Linked DNA regions of Bombyx mori: region 2 is linked to region 1. The links are chromatin contacts, called in public Hi-C maps. All regions are on one chromosome and are shown on one strand. The core of a region is the stretch at or near the end of the contact, and the rest is flanking DNA. Distances in the headings are between cores, read along the strand shown. Region 1 holds the start of LOC101737548 (large ribosomal subunit protein mL65). Region 2 holds the start of LOC101739884 (DET1 homolog).

Region 1 (4,834 bases), core at 699-3,198:
TGCTCATCTGTCTACAATGACATTCATTAATAAAAAAAACTTAGTAAATTTACATTGGCAATACATGTAATCAATTATGCTAGACTTGAGCTTGTCCATTATAGTATCCAGTTCCTCATTTTAATTAAGAATATATTGCCAGCTATGCATAGTAAAATAGCAAGATCATAGATTTCAAACTATTTCAGACTTTTTTTTAAATTATATAAGTATTTCTTAGAATAAAAAAAAAACAGGTAGGTAAAATCAAATAGGTAGTTTAGAATGGATTCAAGGATGCTGGAGGAAAAGTATAACAATAGTCCAAGAATTTCCATAAGCTCTCAATTCATTATCCCCAACTATACACGGTTTTTGCTAAAAGTATTATGAAATTTGGAGATGCTTATTTACTCAAAACTGCTCATTTGCCTACTATATATTCTAAGAATCTTATTACAATACACAATCTCAAATTACGTAACAGACAATATACCATACAATAGATATCATTGGTAAAGTGATTTGGAGATTTTTGTTTTATAATATTCTCTTTTGATATGGAAAATTGAAGAAAAAATTGAAGGATTGTTAAATATACTATTGATAAAGCATGTTTCAATTAAATATTAATTAAATTTGCCACATCTGTCCCTGTGGACGGTGTATAATGTCATTCTGAACAAATATACATTAGAAAAATTTTATCTCTCTGACAGTAGTTGTAATTATAGGAGCATGTTTTAACATGCTCATAACATAACCTTTACTTATAAAAAGTTACCCATAAAATTATTGTTATCCTAGTATAGACTAGGATAACAATAATTTGTTATCCTTGATATGTCGCCTTGGTCTAAAGTTTCCATGTATGCTAAGTAATTATTAAATCAAATACCTGTGTTGACAAAATATGAGGCAAGTTATCACTGAGATTGTTCATTATAATTCTGTTTATTTGTCTCACAACACATTTTGTAATTGTATCTTCTTGTTGCATTTTTATAGATTTATCTTGTAAGAATTTGAAGTTCCTCCTGAAATTTTTTTTAAATGCTTGATAAATTAATAATAAACTTAAGCTTGTATCTAGGTTTATAAATTAATCAAACAACACACATTTGATCTTGTTGTGAAGGTATCAAGTAGTCAATATCAAGTAGGCATTTTAGTTTAACCAAACCAAACCAACTAAATATTTTTGTGTAATCAATGTCATGTTTCTTTCCAATTGCGTAAATTGACAATTATACTTTAAACTAATTTCAATTACTTACTCAACATCAGTTAATTCAATAGCTATGGCATCTTCTATTTGTGGTTTGATTTCTTGAAGAATATTACTAGCTTGTTGTTCGATTTCATTGTATGCTTCCGGAAGTTTAGCGACCGGTATGAAATGACTCCTAGTATAATACTGTACTAAGGGCATTGCGTTGTACGGAACTTTATCATTGTTCAACATTATACACTGCCATCCATAATAACGAGGCATATTTAAGGCTATTTGTTTCTCTTCTATCGTGTTTAGTTCTTGTATTTTGCTTTGAAAACTTTGTCTTCGACGCAATAATTTTCCTTCCCGAGTCATATCCAGTATAGGGGGATACTCCGGTGTCTCGGTGTATTCACTTTCTTCAAGAGCCGTAATAGTAGAGTATCTTGGAATGGCATTCTTTATTTTCAATAATGATCGGTGTAATTTAATTATATGCATATCGAATTGCAATTCGATATACCCATAAATCAGAATTCCTATTGAGTTATTTGTTTCTTAGTTTATGTAGATATCTCCTAAGAGAAAGTGGCGATAAAAATTTAATTATTTTTAATTTTTAATTATATTTAATTTTTTTTAAAGTATGAAATTGGTAATTGATTTGCTTATTTTATTTTTGGAAACTAGACGTTTTGACTAATTTTAGGTTAATTTGACTTTGACTTTGACTGACTTTTTGAGACTTTGACAGATATACACAGTAATACAGACTAAATCATCTCTAAACATATTAAATGTATAATCTATGCTCTAAACTCTAAACTCTTTGAGAATTAGAACAATTTTTATGTATTCTCTTTATTTGAGAGTAGTACCTAAACAGTACGGTACTCAATGCTAAATGTTTAAGATCGTCTTAAGGTACTCAATTGTTTTATTTTACATTGAAAGTTTAGAAATAATACATCATTTAAATCAAATCATCAAATATATCACAAACAGTTCTTTAACGTTTTGTTCTTATTTGTGCGATATTGATAATTAATTAATTCAGTTTCATGAATGTGATAGTCATTTGGGTTGAGTCACCTCTTCTACTTTCCATAAGTAGGAGAGGTGACTCACTCTTTCCGGAAGGAAAAAAATCTACCTTCCAAAATGATATACTCTAAGCTCCGCCCTGCTTCTCTCCTGTTGCGACTTTAGCCACAAATCAACTCAATGCTCCAGTAGATTTTATAGTACTTTACGAGTAAAGCACCAGAATCAAAAATAATTGTAAATATTTTATGCTTGCATTCTAATAGAATCTTGATTTTCTACTATCTAAATATGATTTATTGGTCAGCTGACTCAATCCCCGGTTGCCATCCCTCCATACAAAATATTAGTTTATGTATAGACACGACTACTAAAAGAAGCCTAGATATCATAGACGTCAGTAATTGCGAGAGAAAAAAAAATTACGGTACGGTACATTTTTGAACGACGAATCTGATGCAACTTTTTGACATTATTTTGACATTAGCCTTCTACAATACTGCTCAATCGTCTCATATTCTAACCAAAAATTTAGTTTCCTTTACGAGAACAACGCCTTTTAGTAAACATGGACGACGATATGATATTTGATCCTTCGTTGAAGAAGAAAAAGAAAAAGAAGACTGGTTTTGATTTAGAAGCTGCTCTTGCTGGTGAGCAAGGTGAGAGCACGAGTATGGAGACACCCGCAGATACAGGTGACGTCGACGCGCCCGAAGACGATAACCTCGATTTAGACAATTTTGGCAAAAAGAAAAAGAAAAAGAAGAAGACGTTTTTCAATCTCGGAGAATTAGAAAATGCCTTGCCTGAAACACCGCCAACCGAAGAACCGGAAGCGCAGGAAGACGAAGTAATGGATGATCTAGATTTGGATATAGATTTCACTAAGACGAAAAAGAAAAAGAGGAAGAAGGATAAAAATGTAGATGAACTGGTCACAGAAGAAGATGTCAGAGGAGAAGATCAAGAAAATGTGGAAGATGAGCACGGTGAATGGGTTGGAAGTGATCATGATTACTCATATGACGAACTTCTAGAACGAGTTTTTGATATTATGCGGGAAAAGAACCCAAGCATGGTATCTGGTAAAAAGCAAAAGTTCATAATGAGACCACCCCAAGTAGTCCGAATTGGTACAAAGAAAACCTCCTTTGCCAATTTTACGGAAATTTGTAAAACTTTGCATCGGCAGGCCAAGCATTTGTTGGATTTTCTTCTGGCGGAATTGGGTACTAGTGGTTCAGTGGATGGAAACAGTCAACTAATTATCAAAGGTCGCTTCCAACAAAAACAGATAGAGAATGTTTTACGTCGGTATATAAAAGAGTATGTAACATGTCATACATGCCGCTCCCCTGATACAATTTTACAGAAAGATACTAGATTATTCTTCCTTCAATGTGAGACATGTGGGTCTCGTTGTTCAGTGGCTAGCATTAAATCTGGTTTCCAAGCTGTGACTGGCAAGCGTGCTGCCATCCGTGCAAAGACTGCATAGAAAATTAGTGCTTAGTGATTAACTAATTTTACAGTAATGGTTTGGGGTACATGTGGTAATTTTTAATAGTAGATTGTGTTTTTATATCTGTCAACCTCAGCCAACATGACAAGCTAAGCATTATTGTAGTAATTAATAATAAACAAATTAGGCAATTTCAAATGAATTCAGCACATGTTGTGGTCCTCAGTTTCAATAAACATAGTACAGTAACCCAGGTGTTGACAACACAATGTGAAATACATATTTATTTTTATCAAATGTGTCCCAATTGAATCCCTATATTTATGTATAACTCACATCTGTATTATTCTCATTGATACACAATGTTTTATAAAATATTGTTTTATTTTAATCTATTGCATATAATAAAACATTTTCTAACAATTAACAATCTTTATTAAAGTCTGTAATGCAGTGAAACACCAATTATGTCTAAAAATTAAAGTAGACTAAAACAGAGTTTAAATTTAGCAGAATTAACAATATTAACAGATCTGTTCAGTAACACTATAATAAAATTGTAGGATTCATGATTGGTAAATTGAATCTTTATTACTTGTGTACCACTTGAGGTACATAATCATGCTTTATAGCTTCATTTAGACTTTGAGCATATAAGTCAAGGCGTTGAGTCATAGTGAATCCCCACTTGTCTTTAATTTGGCGACACAAGTTTAGATCAACTTGGGCAATAAGTAAACCATCCTTAATTCGAGACAGGCCTGGAGTTCTGCTACCATCAGGTGCTGTCACATAGCTAGAACCATAGAAGTGTCCAAAATCTTTATGTGCTGGTTTTCCATCTCCAGATGTAAATTCATTTGGGAATGATTCAGTTCCTACTCTGTTTATAGCACATGTATAATAACTGTTGGCTATAGCTGCATTGCGAGCTTCAACTGCCCACAAATGTTCACTTAAACCTGAAACTGTTGCTGATGGGTTAAATACAATTTCAGCACCATTGATACCAAACATTAGCCAGTTTAGTGGATGGTGACGACCATAGCAAATATTGATGGCAACTTTACCATATTTTGTTTCAAATACTGGATGACCAGTATTACCTTCAAAATAATATGTAGATTCAT
Region 2 (4,834 bases), core at 1,569-4,068, 760 kb before region 1:
AATTAAAATAAGACATGACTTAAAGATGTTAGTTACCGGGTCATAAAATCCCTTTAAAAAAAAAAGGAGAGTGTGAAATTTTTGGCGGGAACGCGAGGAGTGAAGTTGTATGATTTGTTTTATTTTGTATATTTAGTGTTTCTGCAGGTGTAAATGTGTAATAACGGTGGTTTACTAACTGTTTAGTATCTGTGAATGTGCACAAATGTGAAAATGGAAAATGAAACAAAGCCCCTGAACGTAACTTCTCAGGATCCTCTAAAAGTCGGTCAACTGAGAAAGTCTCAGTAAATGACCACCATTTTACTGACATATTTCGTTTCGTTTCGTTGCGTTTCATGCCATGTTTCACATTAATCAACTTCATTTAATTTCATAATATCATTAGCTTTTGCCCGTGACTTCGTCCGCGTGGAATAGCTTAGTTACTTTGGCATAACGCAAAATTTTACCCGCGACTTCATTTACGTATAAAGTGAAAATATTTTTGAATAATAGAATCTTAAGGAGCTACCAAAATCGTAACCTTACAAAATCACGCTTTTAAAACCGATTTCAAAAGAGGAGGCTATCAATTCAACCACCATTTTTTATCTATGTATGTTCACCGATTTCTCGAGAATCCTTGAAACGATTCTGATAATTCTCTTTTCCATTTTTTGTTCGCAAGGGTAGACTTCCCGAATTGCCCTATAATCATCAAGACCTGATGATGGGATCTTGGAGAAATCCACAAAAATCTATAATTTTCAAACCCTATCTTGAAGTGATTTGGCTGTTTCTTGTTATTGTTCTTATTCTTCGCTGCCGCGCACCAGCCGGCTGCTGCCTTGTACATCAATATTACGCGCTTGATCATTATTTTGCGGCGATTTTATTTTAAAACTGTGGTATCTTCTCACCTGTATATCTGTATATCTGTATTCTGTATTATATATATATATAAAAATGAATTGCTGTTCGTTAGTCTCGCTGAAACTCGAGAACATCATCATCATCATCAGCCTTTATCTGCCCACTGCTGGACATAGGCCTTCCCCAATGCCTTCCACATAATGCGGTCCTCCGCCTTCCGCATCCAACGACTTCCCGCCGTGCGCACTAAGTCGTCAGTCCACCTGGTTGGAGGACGCCCCACGCTCCTTGTACCCATCCGTGGCCTCCATTCGAGGACTCGAGAACGGCTGGACCGATTTGGCTAATTTTGGTCTTGAATTATTTGTGGAAGTCCAAAGAAGGTTTAAAAGGTGAATAAATATGAAAATGCTCGGAATTATATAAAAACAAACAATTTTGATTTTCCCTTTATGTGTTCCCCGTTGGACGGGTTTCTTTTGTTTGTTTTAAATTTATTTTATACAAAACTTTAGGTCTTTTATTTATCGATTGAGGCACTACGAAGTCTGCCGGGTCAGCTAGTACTCTTTAAAATACTCATAGAAGGTACTCATTAAAATCAACTGTGGGTAAATTTCTTTAAAATTAAATACTTATTACTCTGTTGCGGTTATTATTTTAGTGAAACTTTAACCGTTTCCACAGCGCACGTACTGGAAGCTCTCAAAAGGGAAAAAGCCCCGATTTTGAAACATTCTTCATTGGTGCTCTTATCTTAGGGTGATGTTATATAGCTTCCTCAATAAATGGGCTATCTAATACTGAAATAATTTTTCAAATCGGACCAATAGTTCAAATTTCAAGTTCAAGTTCAAACAAACAAACTCTTCAGCTTTATAATATTAAGTATAAATTTTTCATTTATAAAAGTTTTCATTAAAATTAAAATAAGACTTGACCTAAAGGTTTTAGTTACCAGGTCATGAAATCCCATAAAAAGCAGAGTATTTTTTTGTTTTTAAATTGTTACCTACTTTAGTGTATTAAAAAACTTTGGACGGATTTGCGTAACCAAAATATCACTGTTGAATTCACATGGACTCCAGCACATTGTGGAGTGGTGGGCAATGAAAAAGTTGATAATTTTGCAAAATCAATAAATAACTTGGGTGGCCAGATTAAAAATATTTCAATTCCATGGCAAGACCTAGTTCCTGATATTCGTCAACAAATTAATAAAGATTGGCTCGAAAACAGACAGCATATAAATGAAACCAAAGGTAAATGGTATGCTGAAATAAATAATGAAATCGGTATTAAACTCTGGTTCGCTAGGAGCAAATATTTCTGTAAAAGGAAGTTCTACACACAGATTTGTAGACTGAGATTTGGTCATTGCAAATTTAACGCTCACCTTTACCGAATGAAAATAACTTCATCACCAAATTGTAATAAATGCTCCCTAAATGAAGAACAAACTTTACAACATATTTTTTTCACATGTCCAGCTTTTAATATTCATCGCATCCTATTTATTGATAATACTGCAAGAGGTTTATAAGGATAGCATCCCGCCTTCTCTTCAAGAATTGCTTAAGTGCACTGCAAGTTTTAGAGCAGTATATGAATACATTAACTCTACTTTCGGAGACTTATAATGGAGAACACAAATTTTGACTTTATAGTCAGATTTTCCAAGAAACACGATTGCGACAACTCTCAACCGAAACAAATTGGTTTTTTTTTTATCTGAATAGACATTTACACGGATTTGAAAAATATTTATAAATGAAAAATACTAAAGAATTGGCTTTTTTGCCTTGAAACATAAAATTATATATGAAAATATTAAACTTAAGAATTGGCTGTATGGCTTAGTCCCATTGCCTTTCTCTTCGAGAAAAACCTTACTACTACTACTCATATTGATACAAACTCTCAAATATAATAAGTGTATAATCTATGGATACAAAGGTACATAAATAACGAAAGGACTTTTTGGCGGGAACGCGAGGAGTGAAGTTGTGTGATTTGTTTTATTTTGTCTATTTAGTGTTTCTTCGGGTTTAAATGTGTAATAATGGTGGTTTATTAACCGTTTAATATCTGTGAAAGTGCACAAATGTGGGAAAATGAAACAAAGCCGCTGGACGTAACTTCTCGGGATCCTCCAAAAAGTCCACTGAAAAATCTTAGTAAATTACCACCATTTTACTGAGATTAGATTTCATCTCATATCATCTCATTTAATTTCATCCTAGTTGATTAATGTCTCAAATTAATCATTTTCATTTCATTTCACTCCATAACATCATTTTTCATAAAATTAAGAATATAGATTAAAATAAGACATGACTTAAAGGTCTCAGTTACCAGGTCATAAAATCTCTTAAAAAAAAAAAAAAAAAATAACGAAAGTACTTTTAGAAATTAAATCGTGCCTTTGCAATGGCTTCTGGGAGTAGTTCGAAATTTATTTATTATGAGGACCCTCCACCCGGAGCAATCGACGAAAAGGAATTCTTTTGCACAGAAAAAATTGTACCTCGAAAAATAAAACCTCAAAATATCGTCATAAGATTAATGGAAAGAGAAATACACGGGTCACGGAAACCTGGATCGCATTTTCACGTTGTTCGTGAATTTTATCAGAATGTTTTTCCAAATTTAACTATCGTAAACGTTGAGAAACCTCCGTGCTTTTTGAGGAAGTTTAGTCCAGATGGTAAACATTTCATAGCATTCTCAGCTGATCAAACTTCTCTGGAGGTATGTTAATGTATGATGTTGACGTTTTATGATTTAAGTGTGTAATAAAAACAAACATTAACTTTGAGTAAATGCTGTTGGTTGTTTTTTTCTGTTTAATTTTGCAAATAGTAGATTTGTATTTCAGATCTATGAATACAGAGGTGCTTCTAGTGCAGGAGACTTAGTGGCTGGTTATCCAACTGACTTGCTTAATGCAGATGCTGATGCTCATCACAGAATTAGAACACATATATTTTATAGATTCTTTAAGGTATGATATATTGTGTCATGTTTTATTAATTTGTTTAGGTGTTCATATATTATTAATTATATAGGCTTACTTTCTCAATCTCTCTTTTAAAACAATACATCTGTATTGAAGAATACATCCATCTCAAGATAATTTATTTATATTGTAGTCTTAATCTCTAACAGTGGCTGTCAGTTTCGACATATATCCCTCTATCAGCCAGATATAGATACATAGTTACCCACAATTTTCTTACTGAACTGTACCAAGGAGACATGCAAGAAAGAGACAACCCTTATTGATTGCAATAATGTGATTTGATGGAATGATAAGAAAATGTCTATCTAAATAATAAAATTATCTTTATAGCCTAAGTTTACAGTGAATGTTTGTCAACAAAGAGATATCAGATCTGATCGTCTTGGTAACATGCCTGTGATGGAGCAACAACTCAACAGAGAATGCAGCTTGTTTACTGAAGATGGTAGATATGTAATAGTGGGATCTGCAGCACATATTCCAGATGACTTGAGACCACATTTTTATCACATTCACAGTAACAATGAAGCTGTCACGCCTACAATAAGGTATTTTTTAATCTGTAATATTATTTAGAGTCCGATACTTAATTTTCATACTCCCGCAGCATCATAGCACAGCTATTATTAGTTTTTTAAATTAAAAATATAGTAAGTGCAACATATCATAAAGGTTTTAATAAATTTGTCATGGCAAATTGAAGTAAGCTTAATTCATTATTGTAAGCAAAAAAAAAAGAACAATGTATAAGTTGTGCTGAAATCATAAATGTTGATTTCTTCCCCTAGGCCAAAACCGGTGGAATACAGGTGGTGAAAAATATATACCCAAAAATTTGGGATCATGATGTAAGAATTCATACATCAATACAATGTACATACATTTATATACATTAAATAATTGTTAGCAGGCAGTGTCTTGGCTATGGCATTGCAAGCCTTGAGGGAATTTAACTGC

Evidence for each region. Hi-C and Micro-C count contacts between places; a contact is called where the count stands out from the background.
Region 2: a Hi-C map of posterior silk gland shows a contact between it and region 1, with 2.7 times the contacts expected there. The contact joins the promoter of LOC101739884 here to the promoter of LOC101737548 in region 1. A contact is called at or near these places in 2 of 7 Hi-C or Micro-C datasets (middle silk gland and posterior silk gland).

Annotation. Positions count from the first base shown.
Region 1 is chr21:8,439,121-8,443,954 of ASM3026992v2, reverse strand. LOC101737548 (large ribosomal subunit protein mL65) reads right to left here and starts at 1,948. Exons shown (of 5, transcript XM_004929598.4): 1 at 1,257-1,948; 2 at 878-1,016. The coding sequence starts at 1,696. It overlaps LOC101737692 (beta-ureidopropionase), which reads right to left. Exons shown (of 1, transcript XM_062674711.1): 1 at 2,715-4,834. The coding sequence ends at 4,296. LOC733143 (eukaryotic translation initiation factor 2 subunit 2) reads left to right here and starts at 2,741. Exons shown (of 1, transcript NM_001044213.1): 1 at 2,741-3,786. The coding sequence starts at 2,808. The coding sequence ends at 3,740.
Region 2 is chr21:9,204,282-9,209,115 of ASM3026992v2, reverse strand. LOC101739884 (DET1 homolog) reads left to right here and starts at 2,818. Exons shown (of 9, transcript XM_062674729.1): 1 at 2,818-3,606; 2 at 3,734-3,859; 3 at 4,208-4,425. The coding sequence starts at 3,286. It overlaps LOC134200867 (a long non-coding RNA gene), which reads left to right. Exons shown (of 2, transcript XR_009975959.1): 2 at 1,543-1,664.